Regions from separate parts of the Sus scrofa genome. Here region 2 is linked to region 1. The links are chromatin contacts, called in public Hi-C maps. All regions are on one chromosome and are shown on one strand. Each heading gives the region's core, a stretch centred on a gene start, on an enhancer-like site or on the middle of the called end of the contact. The rest is flanking DNA. Distances are from core to core; before and after follow the strand shown.

Region 1 (4,693 bases), core at 381-2,880:
TAGCTCAAGTTCTTTCTACACACACTCAGGGCTTGTCTAGAGAATCCTGGAGCTGAAAGCTCCCAGTTTACCCTTTTCCTCTCATGCTCCCCCTCCCTCTGGCCTCCCAGCTGGTCCTCACATGTTCAGCCACTCTCCGGGCACCCACACGTCTCCCCAGCCCCTTATCTGAGTCTCACTTAAGTCTTCTCTGTCCACCCTAGGGTTCCTTCTCTTTTCCCTCATGGCATTTTTCACCACGACATATATATATATATATATATATATATCTCTGTATTCCTTCCCCCACTGGAATGTCAGCTCCCTAACAACAGGGAGTTTATTTACCTTGCTCCTGGCTGCACCCCTAATAGTGTGTCTGACACAAAAGACACGCGTGTTTTGAACAGTCACTGACGCCAACAAGGTGCTAGATGCTGAAGTCACAGAAACAAAGGAGACAACTTCTGACCCCACAGAACGCATTAACAGACGATAATAAAAACTAAGTATTCAATTATAACTAAATACTGCAAGTGGAATTCAGGTCCCAGAGGGCCTCACCCATGCAAGGGTCAGAGAAGGTTTCTGGAAAAAGAGACATCAAATCTAGGTCTGGGAGTTCCCCTCCTAGCGCAGCAGAAACGAATCGCAAAAGGAATCATAAGGTTGAGGGTTTGATCCCTGGCCTCGCTCAACCGGTGAGCTGTGGTGTAGGTCGCAGAGGCGGCTCAGATCCGGCCTTGCTGTGGCTCTGGCATAGGCCAGTAGGCCAGCGGCTGCAGCTCTGAATAGACCCCTAGCCTGGGAACCTCTATATGCCAAGGGTGCGGCCCTAAAAAGACAATAAAAAAAAAAAAAAATCTGAGGTCTGAAGGAGTAGCCCTTGGTTGGGTGAAGGTGAAAGGGGTAGTGAAGGCAGAGAGTGCAGCCTGAATCCTGTGACTACACTGGAAGGCAGTGAATTGTGCACTTTAAGCGGGTGAATCGTATGCTGTGTAAAAACAAATCAAAAGAAAGGTTAGTCCTAAGGTCTTAGGGGTTTCAGCCACGGAGTGACCTGATCTGCTGGGCAGAGGGTAAATCAAAACGTGAAGGTGACTCCAGGTAAGCGCGCTCACCGGGTGCTGCGGACACACGGGCCATGGAGGCCCATGTCTGCTTTGAAAAACGGGCAAAGCGAAGCCCTCGCGGAGGCGCCTGCGGGACGGGAACGTCCCTGGGCTTCCCGTGCTTCCCCCACCCCCCCCGCCCGCCCCGCGCCCCGACGCCCCACGCCACCCCGCGCCGCCGCGTCCTGGGGCCTCCTCGCTCCTCCGAGCCGCCCCCGCGAGGCCTGCGGCGCGTCCAGGAGCCGCGCTCCGGAGAACACGGCCCTCCCCAGGAATGAGACGCTCGGGGAGACAAAGGGAGCGGCGCTAGGACTTCCACAGGCCGCACCAGGCCGAGGACGCCCGAAGCTCCCATCCCCAACCTTTCCCCGCAGCCCAGGGGACTCCAGCCCCCGCGCGGACGCCCTCGCTCCCGCCCTCCGCCGGCGCCGCGCGGCTCACCCGCCTCCACCGGGAAACCTCAGCCTGGGACGCGGCGGACGCGGCGGCTATGAGTGCGCCTGCGCCCGGGACAGCCGAAGCACCGCCCACCCCCGGCCACTGTGCGCTGAGCGCCCTCTACCGGCCGCGCGAGATACTTGATGAAGGACCCGTGCTGGATGCCCCATGCCCAATCCAAGCCCACCCTGTTGAAAAAAAAAGCAAAACAAAAAACTGTCCCACTAACAAGCTTCTTTGCCTTGAACACCCACTCTTCCTTTTGGCATTTGCTACCAGAGATAAGCCCTGAAGGCAGGCTCTCCCCATTTTCCTGAATATGAACTGCTGCTAAAATATGAGGGGTGTTGAAGATCTGTGCAAAGCCTTGCAGGAGGACGGCTTCTAAACCACTCGTGTTGATGACAGGAATTATATTTGGATGGGAATCTGCATTTTGAGTCATTTCGTCAAATTACAGCCCCATAACACCTGTCAAAAGAATAAATATGACAGTAATAGGCATGCTTCCTTTCAGACCCGTGTATAATTATAATTGAGGGAAAGAATACAGAATTTAAACTCACAGCTACTGCCAGTATCATTCTTTGAAAATGGAATAATGCTGTTTTATTAAATAGGCTCTCCCCGCTCTCTAATGTTTAGAGCTAAAGTGCTTCTCTGAATTGATTTAAATACAAGTTTTATATCGTGAAAGAAATAAAGATGAGTCTTTATCTTAAGACAAACCCCCTGTTCAATGATGCTGCTGATCTCTCAGCTGATGCTAAAAGGGAGTTAGGTTGTTAGTGGATAATACTGCTTCTGTTCACTTCTCTCTTCTCTAGGGCTTTTTTAACCTGTTTATAATGAAAAGGCTGATTTCCTTACACAGACTCCATGTGTAGCTGGTTTAACAAGAACTTTCTGTTTTTCCTTGTTTTCTTTTTTCCTTCTTCTCTTCTTTCTAAGGAATGCATTGCTTCCTGTTGGAACCTGGGAATCTACTCTTCTCCCTTCAGGATAAGAGAAGGAGGGGATATTTCTTAACAAAAGGAGTTTCTTAAGGGTTCTCTCTTTTTTTTTTTCCTAATATCCTTTAGAGTTTCCTTCCTTCCTCTGACCCTCCCCCCCCTCCTTCCTCTCTCTCTCTTTTTTTTTTTTTGGCTTTTTTTTTTAGGACTGCACCCACAGCATATGGAGGTTCCCAGCATATGGAGGTCCAATCGGAGCTACTGCTGCCAGCCTACACCACAGCCACAGCAACTCGGGATCCGAGCTGCATCTGCAACCTACACCACAGCTCACGGCAAGGCCAGATCCTTAAGCCACTGAGCAAGTCCAGGGATGGAACCCTCAACCTCATGGTTCCCAGTCAGATTCATTTCCTCTGTGCCATGATGGGAACTCCCCTCCTTCCTCTCTTTCCATCTGCCTCTTCCTTTTCTCTCTTTCTTCCTTCTTTTCTTTCTCTTTCTTCCCACTTCTTCCCTTCCTCCCTCCCTTCCTTCCTTTGCCCTCTTCACCTAACACACCAGCCTTCCTCCAAACCAGGTGGGGGTTCTTCCCCTGAAATATTCAAACAAAAGCTGCAACCCTTCAATTTATTTTCAATATGACTTGGGCCAAATAAATCTGAAAGGTACTATTGTACCCTCATAAATCAGCCCTCTTGTTGACACACGCGTGGACAGGGGCGCATCATTACCTTAGATCCAGTGGATAAATAATGAAGCTGTTATAGAGCCCTTATTAGGAAAAACCTGCCGGATCACCATCCATTCCTGTTTTCAGCCTTAGGATCACTTCATATTTTGAAGAAATTATTACAGTCTGTTCTTTGGCCCTATCTCCCTTTTGTTCCTAGATCCCTGTGTTCCTGCATCAACAACATTGTTCTAATACCTAGATCTCATAAAATATTCAAGAAGCAAGCTGTTCACTTTACCTCAGAAAGACTCCACCTTCAAATGCATTGATGCCTCGTCTGTCTTTACAAACACACAAGATTTTACCTTTTGCAAACATCCCGTACAAGCAGCCGAACACCAAGGGGGGGAAAAGAAAACCAACGTAGGGCAGGCTTGGATAACAATTTCCAATTTTTTTCCCCAGTCATCATAGAAACCTAGATTTTTAACTAATTGGATCATAATTCTTGTAATAACTTGACAGCAACCTTAGGTTCTTTAAAGAACTCTCACTAGTCCAAACGTTCAGTAAAATGATACCAGGCCCACAATGGAACGGAAACCCAGCCATTCTCACCGCGTCATTTTTGTTTACACGGACATTTTAGTAGGTCCTCCTGTCAGACGAGGCACCACGTTTACAGATGAATGGAACTGAAAGTCTTCTTTTAAAAAACTTTTTTTATTATAGTTGATTTACAATGCTCTGTCAATTTCTGCCGTGTGTGAAATTCTTCTTACTTGAGAAATTTGTCACCCAAGAGTTGGCTGTCCAGGGGCCATGTTCTTCCAGGGGAGTCTGTCAGCTTTCCTAAGAAACACACTTAGGTGTTCTCCAGTTCTGACCATATGTCATTTAACTTGACACCTGCAGGCTTGCCACCGTGTCTGTGGGACAAGTTACAAGTCCTGAAGCTTCTTCCAGTTTGAAGCTGTTGTTGATCTCAAAGAGACATGATACATTTGCATCCTCTGATTAAATCAGGGTATTGTCTCAAAGGCTGACCATGTAAATAATTCAAATTAATTCATCACCGTACCATAGATTCAATACGCATAATAAACACTTGGAAGAAAACACTTAGGACCCTGGGTCTGCCCTGGTTCTCGTTCCCCATGATCTCACATTTCCCAGGGAACAGAATGAGTGGTACTACGGGGTTCTCTTCTATTCAAAATATGCAAAGTTGCTATTTACCAGGGTGTGATTGCATGTCTCAAATCCTGCCAGAACACAGGGTGAGGGGTATGGGGGGGACTGGTGAATGTGCCAAAAGGGGACACCAGGGTGACAATGGAAAACCCAACGAACAGATCTTCTCCACCCTGGGCTGCTGCAAAACACAACCCTTGCTGACTACCGAAGTTTGTTTTTGTTTTTTTTTAAGACAATGAAAATATTGGGTGTAAAAGGTTATGCGAAATCTCAGACAACGAGTGTCTGTTTTCGTTAATTGCTGGGTTGAAGAAAGGGGTGAGCAAGAATTTAGAGAT
Region 2 (4,389 bases), core at 638-3,137, 110 kb after region 1:
AGATCCAGCTGGGCTATTTAGACTTAATGACTTTTTTTCAAGGGTAAGAGTATCGTCAGACCTGTATTTTTAAAAGATTGTAGTGCTTTCAGTAGATGGATTAGAGGAGAGCTAGCCTGTAGGCAGGGAGATGCCTTAATTAAAGATGCTAATGGCATACATTTGGGTAATACCATGGTGACTGGAGAGAAGGGTGTGTGTGGGTTTATAAGTGTTCAAAAGCCCTTAAGATTTGATTGATTAGAAGGGAAGGAGGAGTTCCTGTTGTGGCACAGCGGAATCGAATCTGACTAGTATCCTTGAGGATGCCAGTTTGATTCCTGGCCTCTGTCAGTGGGTTAAGGATCTGGCGTTGCTGTGAGCTGTGGTGTAGGTTGCACATGCTGCTCAGATCCCATGTTGCTGTGGCTGTGGCATAGGCCAGCGGCTTTAGCTCCCATTCGATCCCTAGCCTGGGAACTTCCACATACTGCAGGTGCAGACATTTAGAAAAAAGAAAAGAGGGAGTTCCCGTCATGGTTCAGTGGTTAACGAACCCGACTAGGAACCATGAGGCTGTGGGTTCAATCCCTGGCCTTGCTCAGTGGATTAAGGATCTGGTGTTGCCTTGAGCTGTGGTGTAAGGTTGCAGACACAGCTCCCATCCCGCGTTGCTGTGGCTCTGGTGTAGGCCGGTAGCTACGGCTCCGATTAGACCCCTAGCCTGGGAACCTCCATATGCCACAAGAGCGGCCCAAGAAATGGCAAAAGACAAAAAAAAAAAAAAAAAAAAAAAAAAATCAAAGACAATCTCCGGGGTTCTGAGTGCACAGTTTTAGTAAGGGTAAGATTCTGTATGCGTATTATTTCATATTTTTAAAGAAAGGTAAATTCAGGTAAGTAAATTTTGTGAAAGTGAAAGATGTTATTTTAGTTAAGATTTCAATAGCTAGAACTCATTGACTTAGAAAATATGGGAGAAATTAGTCTTTGTGGGTAATCATTTTTGTTTTAATTTGTATCAATAGCCTATAGTTCAATGAGCGTATATTCCTGAAAACTAGAAATAACATGTCTTTTTGCCGCTATGAGGATGAGACATGGAGAACCAGCTACTGGATATGAACTGTCAGTCTACTGAATTTCTTTTGTGCCTGTCTTGTTGAGTAACTTTGGTTGAGTTTCCTAACAAGCTCGACATCCCCTTTTGCTCCCCCTATTTCTCCACACCTGATTTCTTTAAAAGGGATAGTAGAGGGCTGCTATCAATGGACCAGAGACGATTTGGACTCCGCCTTCTTCGACTAGGTCCCGCCCCTTTCTTTAGACCACACCCATTTTCATCTTGCCACGCCCCCTGAGGAGGTCGTCGCTGATATGACAGCGAATTCTCCACAATCCTGACCTATAGGAGACCTGAAGGGTGGGACCGAGAGCAATTTTTTTTTTCATTTGTCATATCAAGTGTCTATCTGGCCCCAGTCTCAACCCACTTCCTCTCCAAGCCAAGGATTGGTTGCTCTGTTCTTGGTCCCCGGTTCACGATTGGTTCTTTCATTCCATCAGCTTTGGCAGGCGGGATTAGCACGCAGCTTCCTGCTCCTGCCAAAAAAATAAAAGAAGAAAAAGAAAAGAGGAGAGAGGCGAAAGAAAATGTCACGGAGATCTTTGGTGTTTAATTCGCTTTTGGCCTTGTCGGTCAGGCTAAACTCTTCCTTTTGATTGGTCTTTCGATCTGCCCATCCCAGGTCGGGGCGGGATTTCCCCAGGAGACCCACACCTTGTCGCCACTGGCCGAGCAGTGCGCCTGTCTGAATCTCCCGGCCCAGGATTGGAGGCGGATGCGGACAGGTGGGCGTGGATTGGCTAGGGCAGCCGGTCAGTGTGAGGCGGGGGCGGGGCCTCGGCGGCTGGTTGCGCGTGTCCGCCGCTGGCTCCGCTCTATCCGGCTTTGCTAGGGGAGGTGAGTCCGGCCGCGGCGGCACCAGCGGCTGAGGAGGCGGCGGCAGAGGAGAAAGCGGCGGTGGCGGCTAAGGAGAAAGCGGCCGCGGGACCGAAGCCGGGTGGGGGGGAGGGGGGGAGACGGAGCAGCCTTGAGCCCTACGGGGGCCGTCGCGCGGGGGGACCCACCCGCTCTCCCCCCCAACCCTCCTCAGCAGAAGCAGCCGGCGGCGGGGGCAGGAGTCAGCCCGCTTCCGACTGCACCCCGCCCGCCTCCCGGGGCTCCCATTCTTTGGCCCCAGGACCCCAACCTCCTCCCGGGGCGGTTCCCTCTGTCTGGGCGTCCGAGTGCTGCCCACCTCTCTTTCATTCCTCCCCGCACCTCCTTACCTTCACTTTGCCCCGGTTCTCTTTCTCCTCTCAGTCCTGCCCTGTCGCCTCCTCTGCTCACTCGGTCCCTCCTGCCTCCTTCCCTGGCTCTTTTCTGTTCGGGAAAGTTTAGTAGCCCCCCCCCTCCCCTCCAGTCAGGTCAGCCTGACGAGGAGTAGGGGGAGATGTAGGAAGGCCTGAGAGTTCGAGGGGGAAAGCTGGTTTCCCTGAACATTTCCCCCCATCCTTTCACTTTGGGGTGGTTGGAATTTTTTTCAGTTGCATTTTTGAGGAGGTGGTAGGTGTTTAGAAAAGGATGTGGGAATGGAAGGGGTAGATGAGTCAAGCCTCTTACAGGATTCCAAGGGTGGTGTGTTACCTGATCCTTTTCGTGTGTGGAGTTCGGGGGGTCGGGAGGTTTGGCCTTTATTCCCACAGTCAAAGTTGGAACCTCCCCCGAGTTAAGGATGGAGTTTTAGTACCCACTTGTGGCAGGAAACCTGGGGGGAAGGGGTCCCTTTTCCCTTTTTCTTTTCTTTTTCTTTTTTCTTTTTTATTTTTTTTGGGGGCAACCCACACTCTTCCACACACTCTCACCCCCAAATTGAACACCACGATCCGCTCACTTGTCTGGATTGACTGATGAAGACATAAAGCCAGTTCCGCTCCATGTTTTTGGAGGTGGAGTGAGTGGGTTCTTTTCTTCATTTTTAAATGGCCAAATGACAGCTTGACCCAGTTTGCTTTCCAATCAAAGGGCATTTTTTTTTTGAATGTCTCTTTGTGGCGCAAGAGCCAACGCAAAAATGATGGCGGCTTACAATGGCGGTACATCTGCGGCAGCAGCAGGGCACCACCACCACCATCACCACCACCTTCCACACCTCCCTCCTCCTCACCTTCACCACCACCACCACCCTCAGCACCATCTTCATCCCGGGTCGGCTGCTGCTGTCCACCCCGTACAGCAGCATACCTCGTCGGCAGCTGCGGCAGCCGCAGCAGCGGCCGCAGCTGCAGCCATGTTAAACCCTGGGCAACAACAGCCATATTTCCCATCACCGGCACCGGGTCAGGCTCCTGGACCAGCTGCAGCAGCCCCAGCTCAGGTACAGGCTGCCGCAGCTGCCACAGTTAAGGCGCACCATCATCAGCACTCGCATCATCCACAACAGCAGCTGGATATTGAGCCGGATAGACCTATTGGATATGGAGCCTTTGGTGTCGTCTGGTGAGTATCCCAAGAAAACCGCAACTTCGGGTTTCTTCTCCCAGCTGTCGTTGGGCAAGGCCTTTCTCCTGGTTTTCTTCTCGGTGTTGACCCAAGTAGAACAAGCTTCTTGGGTTGTTCCGCAGCTCAGCTGTAGGAAGCCACCCTTCCACACCTGGTAAAGAGGCCTAATGCATTGGCTGTGTAGGCTTAGGCCTTTGAGTCGTGGCCAACTTTGGTGGAGCACCCTCTGTTGAGTAACACACATAAGTTTGTTGTCTACCAAACTTATTGTGTAGAACCTAAGCAAGCCACGGAATGGAGGATCAATAAATAGATGAATGCATGGAATGCTTATGCCTACACAAATCTTGCTTGGCCATCTCTCATGTTTGACTCAGTTTGAATCGATTGCAACAAATACCACAACCGACCCAAACTCAGTTCCTTATGATAGCCTTGTCATTGGGATATACTTTGCATAACCATTTTGCTATTCTTTCTATCTTTTCATTCCTTAATTTGTGATCTTGATGGTCAGAAGGAAGATCAGGTTACATGAGTGGTTTATTTTAAACCATAAAGCTACAGTTGGGAAGTATGTAGCTTTAGCCTTTTGATAAGAATGCATTAAATATAGCATCACACATGCGTACCACGATCGAGGTCAGTAGACTGTAACTATGCAGTGGCCCACATTCAGTGTAATGTTTTAGTGTCATTTAGTGGCTTGTAAGTTACTGTTATCCCTTGGGTGGTTGCTGTAGTAGGAAGTACACTTTTTAAACATGAAACTGCTCTACTTTTGCTAGTTCTAGGATATTTTAAAAAGTCCTAGGGCTTCTTAAATGCAACATTTCATCTATTCGTCCTTCTTAGAAAGGTTAATA

Evidence for each region. Hi-C and Micro-C count contacts between places; a contact is called where the count stands out from the background.
Region 2: a contact with region 1 is called in a Hi-C map of liver, with 2.7 times the contacts expected there. The contact joins the promoter of NLK here to the promoter of LYRM9 in region 1. A contact is called at or near these places in 3 of 47 Hi-C or Micro-C datasets (epiblast stem cells, heart right ventricle and liver).

Annotation. Positions count from the first base shown.
Region 1 is chr12:44,288,057-44,292,749 of Sscrofa11.1, forward strand. LYRM9 (LYR motif-containing protein 9) reads right to left here and starts at 1,631. Exons shown (of 4, transcript XM_003358165.4): 1 at 1,533-1,631.
Region 2 is chr12:44,401,103-44,405,491 of Sscrofa11.1, forward strand. It overlaps NLK (serine/threonine-protein kinase NLK), which reads left to right and starts at 1,888. Exons shown (of 11, transcript XM_021067474.1): 1 at 1,888-3,520. The coding sequence starts at 3,063.